Regions from separate parts of the Oryctolagus cuniculus genome. Here region 1 is linked to region 2. The links are chromatin contacts, called in public Hi-C maps. All regions are on one chromosome and are shown on one strand. The core of a region is the stretch at or near the end of the contact, and the rest is flanking DNA. Distances in the headings are between cores, read along the strand shown.

Region 1 (5,505 bases), core at 1,325-3,824, 1.4 Mb after region 2:
AACCTGAACTATTGGTGTCCCTTCCCTTGTTTAAACCCCATCAAATATTTGTGTATCGGAACTCCCTGTGTTAAATGTTGGGGGCTGCCTCCTGCCACTCCAACGATTACTGAGCCCGGGGTAATCAGATGATTAGGTGCTTTTAATGGTCTTTTTTTTTTTTTAATGTCAGATCCTAAGTAACCTGACATTTAATATACATAATAAAGACAAGTGTTTTGTTAGCTATTCGATTGGATCCTTTGACCTGAGGTGATGCTTCTGTGTATCTGGGCTGTAGGCTTCCAGTAGCTACCTGGGCTCCTGGAGGGGAGCTTTGCCTGAACTGTGGGCAATGGGCTCCTGCTTTCTCCAGCACTGGAGTAGGGCAGCTGAGAAGCAAACTTCCAGAGAAATCCAGATTCCAATTTTCTAAATAAAAAATGAGAGAGAGAGGAGGAGGAAGATATTCACAGTGGTGATAAATCTCAGAGGAGGAACTTGATAAGTCATAGGTATATTTAGTTTAGATATATAATGGCAAGATAAATGTAAAATATAAAATTAAGAATGTATCTGACCCATGTTGGAAATCTTTTTCTTGACTACTAAATTGTTTTTAGACTGCGGATCTTGAATATTCCTCTTTTGTAGGAAATACTTTATCTGTTATGGGGATGGGAAGAGACTCATTTATCCAACTATTCTCTTTGTAATAGACTCAAATTGGGAAAGAGGTGAGCCTGAGAAAATTGACTTTTTTGCAACCTGGAACAAGCTCTAACTGTGGTCATGCTGGGTGGTTATTACTCTCCCCCCTCCCCATACACACCCCACACACGCACTCAATAAATAAATATACGGAATACAAAACATACAACATACAAAATACCTCTGGGAGTGTGGATGTGGCAACCCATGTGGTGGCTTTTCCCTCTTTTGAGTGCAATTGCTAGTGACTCTTGCATTCAAAGTCTTGCTTTAGGCACACATTCAAAGCACAGTTCAAAGCAGTTTATCTTAATATAAGTAAAAGTCTAGTGTTGGATCAGGGTATTATTTGTTTCAGATTTCATCAGACTGAAAACAGAGGGCTGTAACATATTGAACAGTATTAACAGCGGAAAAATTGGTGTGAGACAGCTCTGTGTGCTCTTCCCACCTTCACCTTACTTTTCTAAGGAAGCCCAAAATATGTGGGATTGGAAGTTTATTTGTGCTTTGAGGTTCTAAAGTACTTTCACTCTTAAAAAAAAAAAAAAAAAAAAGCCTCCCAGGACTTTAAGAAATTGAGCCTGAACCATCGGAGGCTAAGAGATTTCTTCCTTTTCCGATAAATGCTTGTGTGCAGCATCCTCAAATTTGGCTGTCTTTATTTACTTCTATATTAGTTCCAATTATGTGCAGTGTAAACCAGCTTTTTGATGAACAAAACAGCAGAGCATTGGTTAAGAACACTTAAACTTCAAAAAAAAAATTCCCCTGGGAAGTGGGCTCTGAATTGGTTAATAATGTGCAGTACTTGCTAAATTGCTGACTTCCAGATGTGGAAAATATCTTTCTTGTTTAGGACCTATGTAACCTGATTGGATTACGACAGAAGCGTCACGTTGGAAGCTTTTGAGTGATTATTTAATTAACCATACAGTAGAAAGCTGTATTCTCCAGGAAATCCCTTCCATATTTGCATAACCAATCCCTTCAGAGCAAAGGTGGAGTCTTTTCTTTTTAATTTTACTTTAATTGCAATATCAAAAAAAAGTACTCCAAAACTCAGACCCCATGTCGTTTAATATCCCGCTCTCCCTTCCCTGCTAAGTTCCTCTATGGCCTTTCTCTTTTTCCTCCTTCCTCCCTACACACACTCTCTCACTTTGTAGTAAGGTCTCGGTGAGATGTAGAGAGACTCAAAGATCAGTCAACCCAGTGCTCTATGTTAATTTACTTAGAGACCCTTCATTAAAATGCCAAACTACTTTTAAATATTGGGTTCCAATCCCAATCACACACACACATACACACACACACCCCCTAAGATTCAGTTCACATACAGCATTTCTCCCCCTAGCTCTGGCTTTTTTTTTTTTTTTTTTTTTTTAATTTAAGAGAAAGGATAAAGCCGTGCTAAGATACTCATGCTATTAGATGTGCATCTCAAATCTGGTCACTTAAGCTATCTGCACAAGAAGAGGCAATATAGATTGAGGACCCGGGATCTTTCCCTTTAACTTTCGCCCCTCGGAGTTCTCCAGTTCTGTGAATGGTGTGCACCGTTTTCCGCCCTGTACTCTGTAGGATTTAGTGATGAGGATAATGATGCCAAAGGCTGGGGGGGGGGGGGGGGGCGTGGAGAAGGGAGGGAGGGAGGGAGGGAGGCGAGAGGGAGGGAGAGAGGAAGGGAGGGAGGTGGAATTTCATTTCTTCCACTAAAGCGTTTGCGGAGACTTCAAGGTATAATCTATCCCAGATCCTTTCCCAGAGAGAAACTTGGCGATCACGTTTTCACATGATGCTCACGCTCAGGGCGCTTCAATTATCCCTCCCCACAAAGATAGGTGGCGCGTGTTTCAGGGTCTCTCCTCTCTCTCCTACAGAAAAGAAAAAGAAAAAAATGTCATTAGAAGAGGCGTAACACGTCAGTCCGTCCCCAGGTTTGTGTTTCCTGGAGTGGCCGAAAGAGATCAGTTCTAACCTGCTCCGCAGGAATAACGGTCCTGCCTCCCGACACTCTTGGCGAGGTTTTGTGCAGTTTACTCCGGGAGCTGTTTCTTCGCTTCCACCTTTTTCTCCCCCACACTTCGCGGCTTCTTCATGCTTTTTCTTCTCACCATTTCTGGCCAAAACTACAAACAAGACTTCGCAGGTAGGTTTTTTTCCCCTCCTTTTTTCCCCTCTTTTTATCCTTTTTTTGGTGTGCTCGTCACCCATCCTCCTTTCTAATGCTCTCATTTTGAGTGGGGATGTGAGTGTGAAGTGAGAGGGGTGTCTGTGGGTAGGAATTTCAGGTGGGTGAAGTCTTTTATGGCGTGCTTTTCCCAAGAGTGGCTTCCTCGCTTTTTCTCTCACACTCTCGCTCAGTCTCCTTCCTTTTCTCTCCTTTTTGTCCCCCGCCCAAAATAATTTGCCCTGTACCTGTCCATTCAGGTAACCAAAGGTGCCTTTTGCTACCCTGCCTAGGAAAAGTTTTTTTGGGGAACTGTATGGCTGAAATAAAAACTCGTCCAAGGGAAAGCTTCTGCTGTATTTTTGCATCTACTTCCAAATCATTATAGTCAGTAATTAAAACTTGGCAAATACCTGTTAATAATTACAAAACTTGATCGATGCAAACCTACCAAATTTCGGGGGCCAGTCTTGCTGTTAGACATGGCAGTGCTGCCTCTCCCACCGGGGAAGGCTGTTTTCTAAGCAGAAAGTTGCCTGTTTTTGTCTGCTTAGCGAGTTTCATTTCTTTATTTCATTCTGTGTGTGTGTATGTGTGTGAAGTAACACCTCACTTCTGTGATAATAAATAAAGAAGTGAAAGTCCTCATGGAACTTGAGTCCTTTACCAAAGTGGAAGGGGGGGGCTCACTACAGCTGGGAAGAAAAGTACTTCAGGATATCTGGGTTTTAAATAAGCCTAACTTTTGAAATTGTATTTTAAATGGCAAAGTCTCATAGCCATAGATTTAATAGGAGACACACATACACACATATATCCCATTCTACACTTTGGCACTGGAAAGTCGAGGGAGAGATAGCAGGAGTTCCCAGGAAGAGTGGTGAGCCCTGCGAACATGAATGTGTTTATCTTCCACCTTCTCATATATTTTACATGCTCCTCCTGTAATGAGGAGGGCACGATTGCTAACTCCAGAGTTAGGAATAACAGGCAAAGATAAAGTTTATAGCACAAATGCCCTGTCTCTCCCTCACACACCCATGCTCATAAAGCTAACAACTTACTTTATTAAACATGTATTTATATTCAATCGCGTGTAAGTCTCAGCATGAATACAGACAGGCCAGCTGCTTGGTCCCAGACACTTGTGTGACCATTTCTTTATTTCAGGATTCCTCTCCCCCACCCTCACCCCAATTTCAACTCAACAGGACAGGCAAGAAATGATAAAATGTGTCAAACTTCAATGAAACGTCTCCTACTGTATATGCTTAGGTAAATTTAAGGTGCTTTCTGAAACATCCACTTCCCCTTCTCTCCGCACCCCCCCTCCCCTCTCAGCAAACGTGTGGAAACTGATACTCACTTTCCAGGTTTTCCGCAAAGCTGCTCGCACAGGAGACAATAGGTGCGGGGCGTGGGGACCGAGTGTGCTCGGCAGAGAAAGGGTTAATGGCCCTTGTGTTACAGTTTGCATCTGTTACATCTTTTATAGCCCCCTGTTTAAACTAATCCTGGAGGCACAGCATCTTCCCAACCTCCACCGAGTTTCAGGATTCTCCTCCTCTGCTGCCTGCCTCCGAGTCCCCTTTCTCCAAGTTTTGACAGTTTCAGCTGAAAACATGCAGCGCCTCTCTCGATTTTTAGGTACAAAAGTTTCGAAGCCAGAAAGGATACGATCATTTAGGACAGCTTAAAAGTCTTGCCGTGCTGGTTGGACTTTCTCTTTCCTTTCTTGGGGGGGGGGGGGGGGGAGAAAAAGCAACATTTCTGCTGGAACTATTTATGGGAACCAGCGTGGGGGAGTATGTGTGCGAGTGAGGTGGGGGCAAATACTTAAGCAAATATTGTCAAAGTGGCGGGGTGGGGGGGGGAGGGACGGTGTCCAAAGAGGCTTATAATTATATTTCTTATTGCGGCGGAGAATGGGAAATCTTAATTTGGGGGCAGAGGGCTGGGGGAGGAAGAGACGGTGCCTCGCTGAACTCTGAGAGGAGAGGGAAGGGGAGGGGGCGCGGGGCGAGTGGGCTTCCTATAATTACTATTATCAATTTGCCCGAGTGTTCTTCATCCAGGGGCTGTTTCGCGTTGTTTGTTTGTTTCTTTCTTTCCTCTCGGGAAATGGGGCGGCGGGGGGCGGGGGGGTGGCGGTGGCGGTGGCGGTGGCGGTGGTGGCGGCGGTGGCGGTGGTGGTGGTGGCGGTGGGAGAGAATGAGGAAAGATGAGAGCGAAAGAAAGCCTCGCCTCACCCCAAGTTCCCGAGCCGGGCTGAGCACTTTTCGGAGCAAAGGGTCCGCCTAGCCCTGGGTCGGGCAGTCTTACTGTACCGCCGTGTGCATTCCCTCATACGGTCAGGAGTTATGACTCATTTCGAAGATGTAATTCTTGTCTCTGTGATCCCCTCGCGGGTGCAACACACCAAACAGTAACAAACACAAAGCGCCGCAGGGCCACGGCTGGGGGCGGGGGGCGGGGAGGGGGCCGCCGAAGTTTCGCTTTGGCGTTGGGGGGCGCGGATGGGTGCTCGCCGGGGCCCTGGCCCGGCTCCCCGGGGCGGCCCGCGCGCGTTTCAATGGGCGCGGGCGATGCCCACATTGTCGCTGTGTTTGGTTGCTAGATCGAGCCTGCGTGCTGCCGAAGCA
Region 2 (5,153 bases), core at 776-3,275:
CTGGCTTCCCCTTTCCCCAGGGAAAGAATGTGGTACCCCTGGAAAGACTGAGAGCCAGGCATATGTGGGCTGCTGCCCTGGAGCCCAGGGACTGACAGGCAGCCCTGTGAAAGACTTCGGCTCCTTTCTGAAGCAGTCTCATCCCCATGGGGAGGCCGGTTCCTGCCTCTCTTTAACGGCAGCTCCATCTCAGGTCCGACTCAGAGAATAGAGACTGGGCTCTGGCTGCAGGCAGTAACAGAGAATGCAGATGTACTGCACTGCCCTTGAGTATCTACCGTTTCCACTGTACTATCTCCATCTTCTTGCAGCAAGCAATTTTCTTATAAAACAAAGAAAAGAAATAAAGCAGGAATTATTTTTTCAAAACTTCTACTAACGTAACCTCTGAAAGTGTCTGCCTTCTCCCCAAACCTTAGTAGCACCAATTTAGTATTCAGCAAACTTTCAAAGGACCATGATTACCCAGCACTAGAAATTTAAAGGAGAAAACAGTTTCTCCTAATTCGTATCTTTTAAATCAATCGTCTTAGAATATGTTCACTTGGAATCCAGTATTTGAACACTTGGCCTTCTGTTGCCTGGTCTGTTACTTCTCCATGGATTTTACCTTTGAGCAACTGCTGATAAAATGCTTAAGAGATTTAGGGTGAGTGGGGATAAATTAATATGTCCCAGAGTAAACAGAAATGCAGAATAGTGCTCTCTCCCTCGCTCGCTCTTCCTCTCTCTCTCCCTCTCCCTCTGCATTTTCCCATGAGAAGGCAGATGAAGCAGGGTGTGGACCCTGCCTCTGCACATAGCAGAGCCTGGGCTGCCTCACATTGAGTCCTAAGTCATAACAGCTAGGTTGTCAATGAATTCCATTAGTGCAGCTGGGCCACAGGCACTGGGGGATGGAATGGTGGGCAATCTCAGATCAGTTCAGGAAGAGCAGGCGTCGGGTGGTAACAACTTTCAGTCATTACTGACCTGGGTTCTATTCAAACCAGTGACCTAGAAATGAAGGGCTCCAAATCCCATTACTAATTCCCCGAGCCATCAAGTCTCCCCTATGGCCTGGATCTTGTCCTGAAACCCAGGTCTCCTGCTGAAATAGCATTAGACAGCAGCCACTCCATTGGCAAGCAAGGTTTTTTACAATAAAGAGGGTGGGGGGAGGAAAATGTGCGCATACAGAGTTGGCTTTAATTATTACTTTCAAGTTGTTCAGCTCTTTTAAACTTAAGAACCTGAACCTTCTTTAAAATCAAATGCTTGCCAGGAAGTACAAGAATGGTGTTCAAACAAACACAGCCTTCTATTTTGTTTGAATGGTACAAATACACATGCCCCCTCCCAAACTGAGGAGTAATGAGAGGAAACCAAATGAGAGGAAGTTCTTGAAAAGGGAAGAAAGAGATTAAATGAGTATTGGGAGGATGAGAATATTTACTGCCAAAGTAAGAGAAGGAGCTGAATAAAAGCCCCCTTAAAAAAAACTGCCATCTCCCTTTCTATCTCGGTCTCATTCTCTCAATTCCTTTCAGCAGAGGGACGAGCATTTTTCAGTGAAAAAGTAGGATTTTTTTTTATGAGTTAGGTGAAGCCTGCACAGCGAGAAAATTGCTTGTCAAGTTTTGTCCTGCGTTTTCAGCCCGAAGCTCCCACTTTACAAATTGCCCTGTAGATGGCGCTACACTCTGCGGTTCTAAGATCACTGCCTCGACAATGAAGCAATTGTTTCCTGTCTCCACTTAGCAATTCCTCCCTCTTTCGGTTCTTTCTGGTTGCATGTTCTATTTATTTTAATGTATACCTTTGTGTAAAGCCTGTCTCTGAGTGGTTAGATGCCCCGTTGATATGTGGCCTTCAATGGGGGAAAAGGGAGTGCAGCCTATTCCCATGACATCTTAAGGCTTTGTAGAGCCAAAAAAGCCTTCTCAGGAACACCTAATCCTTGGGCTCTATCCAAGTACCACAATCTCTCTGTACAACTGACATGGGCCACTTGGGACCCTTGAGAGTTTTAGGTGTGTCTCTCTGAAGTCAGCCCCGGCCAAGCATGAGGCAAATGTGCCCGACCAAAGAAAATAAATTATGTGGACTCCAATTTTCAGCAGTTATGAAGTATTGAATTACACATGTGAAGAATTCACTTTGGGATTAACCCTTTGGAACCGAAACACAATCTTGTCGCAATGCCTGTGAGGGGAGCATGCTCTGTACAGGGCCTGCCTTGCCAAAGATTCAGGGGCAGCTGACCAGGAGGCCGAGAAGCTGAGCGGAAAGCACACGGTAATTAAAGGCAAGTGCCTTCACCTGCTACCTGAGAGCGTGTGGCAGGGGATTCTGCCCTGTCTCAGGGTACAGGGTCTGCTGTAAGTTTTGATGGCACTGTAAAGTTTAAGGATTCGCAGCAAATGCACTTTCAACGCCTAATCAGAGTGCATTTCAGTAAAATGCACACTACCCCTGAAGCTGCTTCTTCATTCTGATTTAGAGAAGTGGTTGAAAGCCACTGGAACTTGACTGAAATCAGAACTCCAGAACCCCTGAAACAGCATTCATCCTCTGTAGAAAGGGACATCCTGCCCTGCCCCTTTCAAGAATCCCTGGTTCCCCATAACGATCCAATGCACTGAGCTGTTGGTAAATGCTGTGGCTGAAATTGAACACGTAAACCCTGTGGTAGGCAAACCAACCACTGCTGTTTATTTCCTCGTTAAAGCTTTGTGTTGAGAAAATTACCATACAAAGGAAATCTCTGATAACAGGACAAAATCAATCTTGAAGAACTCAAAAAATATTTTAAAAGTAAACTTTTCAGTAAAAGGTACGTCTTCTGTATGCAAATCAGGTTTTGGGGAAATATGCATCCCCGCTTCTCTTCCTCTTAGGTTCATTATCAGAAAGCATGTCATGTGCAGGAGGGGCACTGTGCCTGGGGACTGGCAAACTGTGTCTTGCTACAGATCTTTCCCTTACCTCATATGTGTTCCTGGCTACATCCTAACAATGGGACCATATCCCTGAGAGACACTCTGGAACTCATTCAATCGCCTCATTTTAACCAATGGAGAAATGTAGGCTGGCAGCGATTCTGTGAGATGCCAAAAGCCACACAGCTAGGACTAGGAGCCTCCTGGCTTGTGGTGTAATGTGTTGTTTCTAAAACAACAAATCTCTAATAAGACAAATGGCTGTGCTTCTGTGTCTCAGCTTTTCTGGTCAACTCAGAGAAAAGAGAACAACTATCTTCTCAAATACTAGCTATTGTGAGTGATATAGACTACTTTGAGCCACATGTAGAGATTTGGTAGATAATTAGATAATAATAAATGGTGCATTGTGGGGGGGAGAGAGAGAGAAAGAGGGAGAGAGAGAGAGAGAGAGAGAGACTGAAAGTCAAGACGGAGAAGGAGATGAAGTTTCTGACATCATATGGTTGTTGGGTGGAGCAACTAATAAAGTAATTGCTAAGCACTGTGAAATTTGACTGCTGTGTAAAGCTGAACCAGGATGAACCAAAATTTGCAAATGTCATGAGACTTTTATTTTCAACAGGTGGCATTTAAGAATGCAAACGATTAGCACCCAAATGAGAGCTCACTGTAAAGGGGAAAAGATACGGGGATTTACACACTTAGGAAATCAGGGTGACTGAAAAACACTGCTGTATGTTTGCAAGTGTCTGCAGATACCCTAAGGGAGGGGGATGACTGAGACTATGCCTGGCAAACACTTCTCTTATTTCTACTAGTCAAGGGTTAACATAGGTTTCTTCATAAAATAAGAACAAAAAAGTAAGAAAATCTGTTTCAAAAGCAATAGCCAACTGACACTGCTTGTGGACGAGGTGTGTGAGCCAAAAACCAAAATGAGGAAGGCCATAAAATAATACCAGAGCCCACCCATTGCACCCATCATGTATTTTAACCAAATTGCTTTGTCTGTATCTGATCCACCCGCATATCTTTTCTCAGATAAGAAATAACTTTTTGCTGGCAAGCACCCCAAGTTTGATTTATCACTTGCAATATGAAAAGTCTGCCAAGTAAGCTTTATAATTCCCAGTCCTTAAAATTATTATCATCATCGGGCCTGGAAGTAAGGTTAGAGGTGGTAAATGTGTATGCAGTGTTACAGGCAAAAGGTTGGTTTGTTGAAGTTGTTTCCCTCTGCCAAGAAACTATCACAAAAGGAGTGCCTATTCCACGTCCGACCTAAGGAAATATTTCCGTCAAACTGATTACACATAACAAGCGATTTGTGCACTACAGGGATAAATTATTTCTCTCTAGCGGGAGACCTGGACTAAAGCGATCTCAGTAACTATAATGGTGACCTGATTTACCTGGCCAAGGAACAAAATTTCTCAACCTGAAGAAATTTCTTTAATATTTCCATTTATTCACTTTTTTTTATTTAAGAGAGAGAGAACGGGGAGAGGGAGAAAGAGAGAGATCTTCCACCTACTGGTTCACTTCCCAAATGCTCACAGCAACTATAACTTGGCCAAGTGGAGCCAAGAGAATGGAATTCCATACACGTCTCCCATGCAAGTGTAAGGGAACCAACTGACTGAGGTATCACCTGCTTCACCCCAAGGGTCTGCATTAGAGGGATCCTGGAATTGAAAGCTGAGCAGAACCTAACCCCAGGTATTCCAATATAGGATGCTGGTGTCCCAAACAGCATCTTAACTGCTGCAATAACCCTGAGCCCTTATCCCCAAGAAATTACTAAAAAAGGTCACTCTACATTGTGGCAAATTGAAGTCTTTCCCATATGCTGGATAACTGATTTATCAATTGGTTCATTTGAATATTCACAATATAACAAGCACTCAGGAATTTGCCCACAGTGAGGAGTTCTATATGATTCGAACCTCTCTCCTCCCAACCCTATTCCTTGCAAGAATTGTATACATTAGATGCTAGAAATTCTAACTTGCCAGCTCTGCCTCAGTGTTTCATCAGAGAGGCCAGAAGTCAGATTCTCCTAAGTGTTTTTTTTTTATTTTTTAAGGTTTATTTATGTGTTGGAAAGGCATAGTTACAGAGAAAGATTGAGAGAGAGAGAGAGAGAGAGAGAGAGAGAGAGAGAGAGAAGTTTTCCATCTGCTGGTTCACTCCCCAGATAACCACAATGGCCAGAGCTGTGCTGATCCA

What was found. Hi-C and Micro-C count contacts between places; a contact is called where the count stands out from the background.
Region 1: a Hi-C map of skin fibroblasts shows a contact between it and region 2, with 5 times the contacts expected there. The contact joins the promoter of ZEB2 here to the enhancer-like site in region 2. A contact is called at or near these places in 3 of 6 Hi-C or Micro-C datasets (embryonic fibroblasts, skin fibroblasts and an unstated tissue).

The regions. Positions count from the first base shown.
Region 1 is chr3:97,908,641-97,914,145 of mOryCun1.1, forward strand. ZEB2 (zinc finger E-box binding homeobox 2) reads left to right here and starts at 2,575. Exons shown (of 9, transcript XM_070070969.1): 1 at 2,575-2,842; 2 at 5,481-5,505. It overlaps LOC108176842 (a long non-coding RNA gene), which reads right to left and starts at 4,400. Exons shown (of 3, transcript XR_011387303.1): 1 at 4,230-4,400; 2 at 2,672-2,822; 3 at 2,055-2,567.
Region 2 is chr3:96,553,871-96,559,023 of mOryCun1.1, forward strand. No RefSeq gene overlaps it. Among named protein-coding and RNA genes, the nearest start is that of ZEB2, 1.4 Mb to the right of the region's middle. Within about 2 kb of position 2,026, at least 1 of the 8 cell types and tissues checked has an H3K27ac peak or open chromatin away from gene starts, as enhancers often do.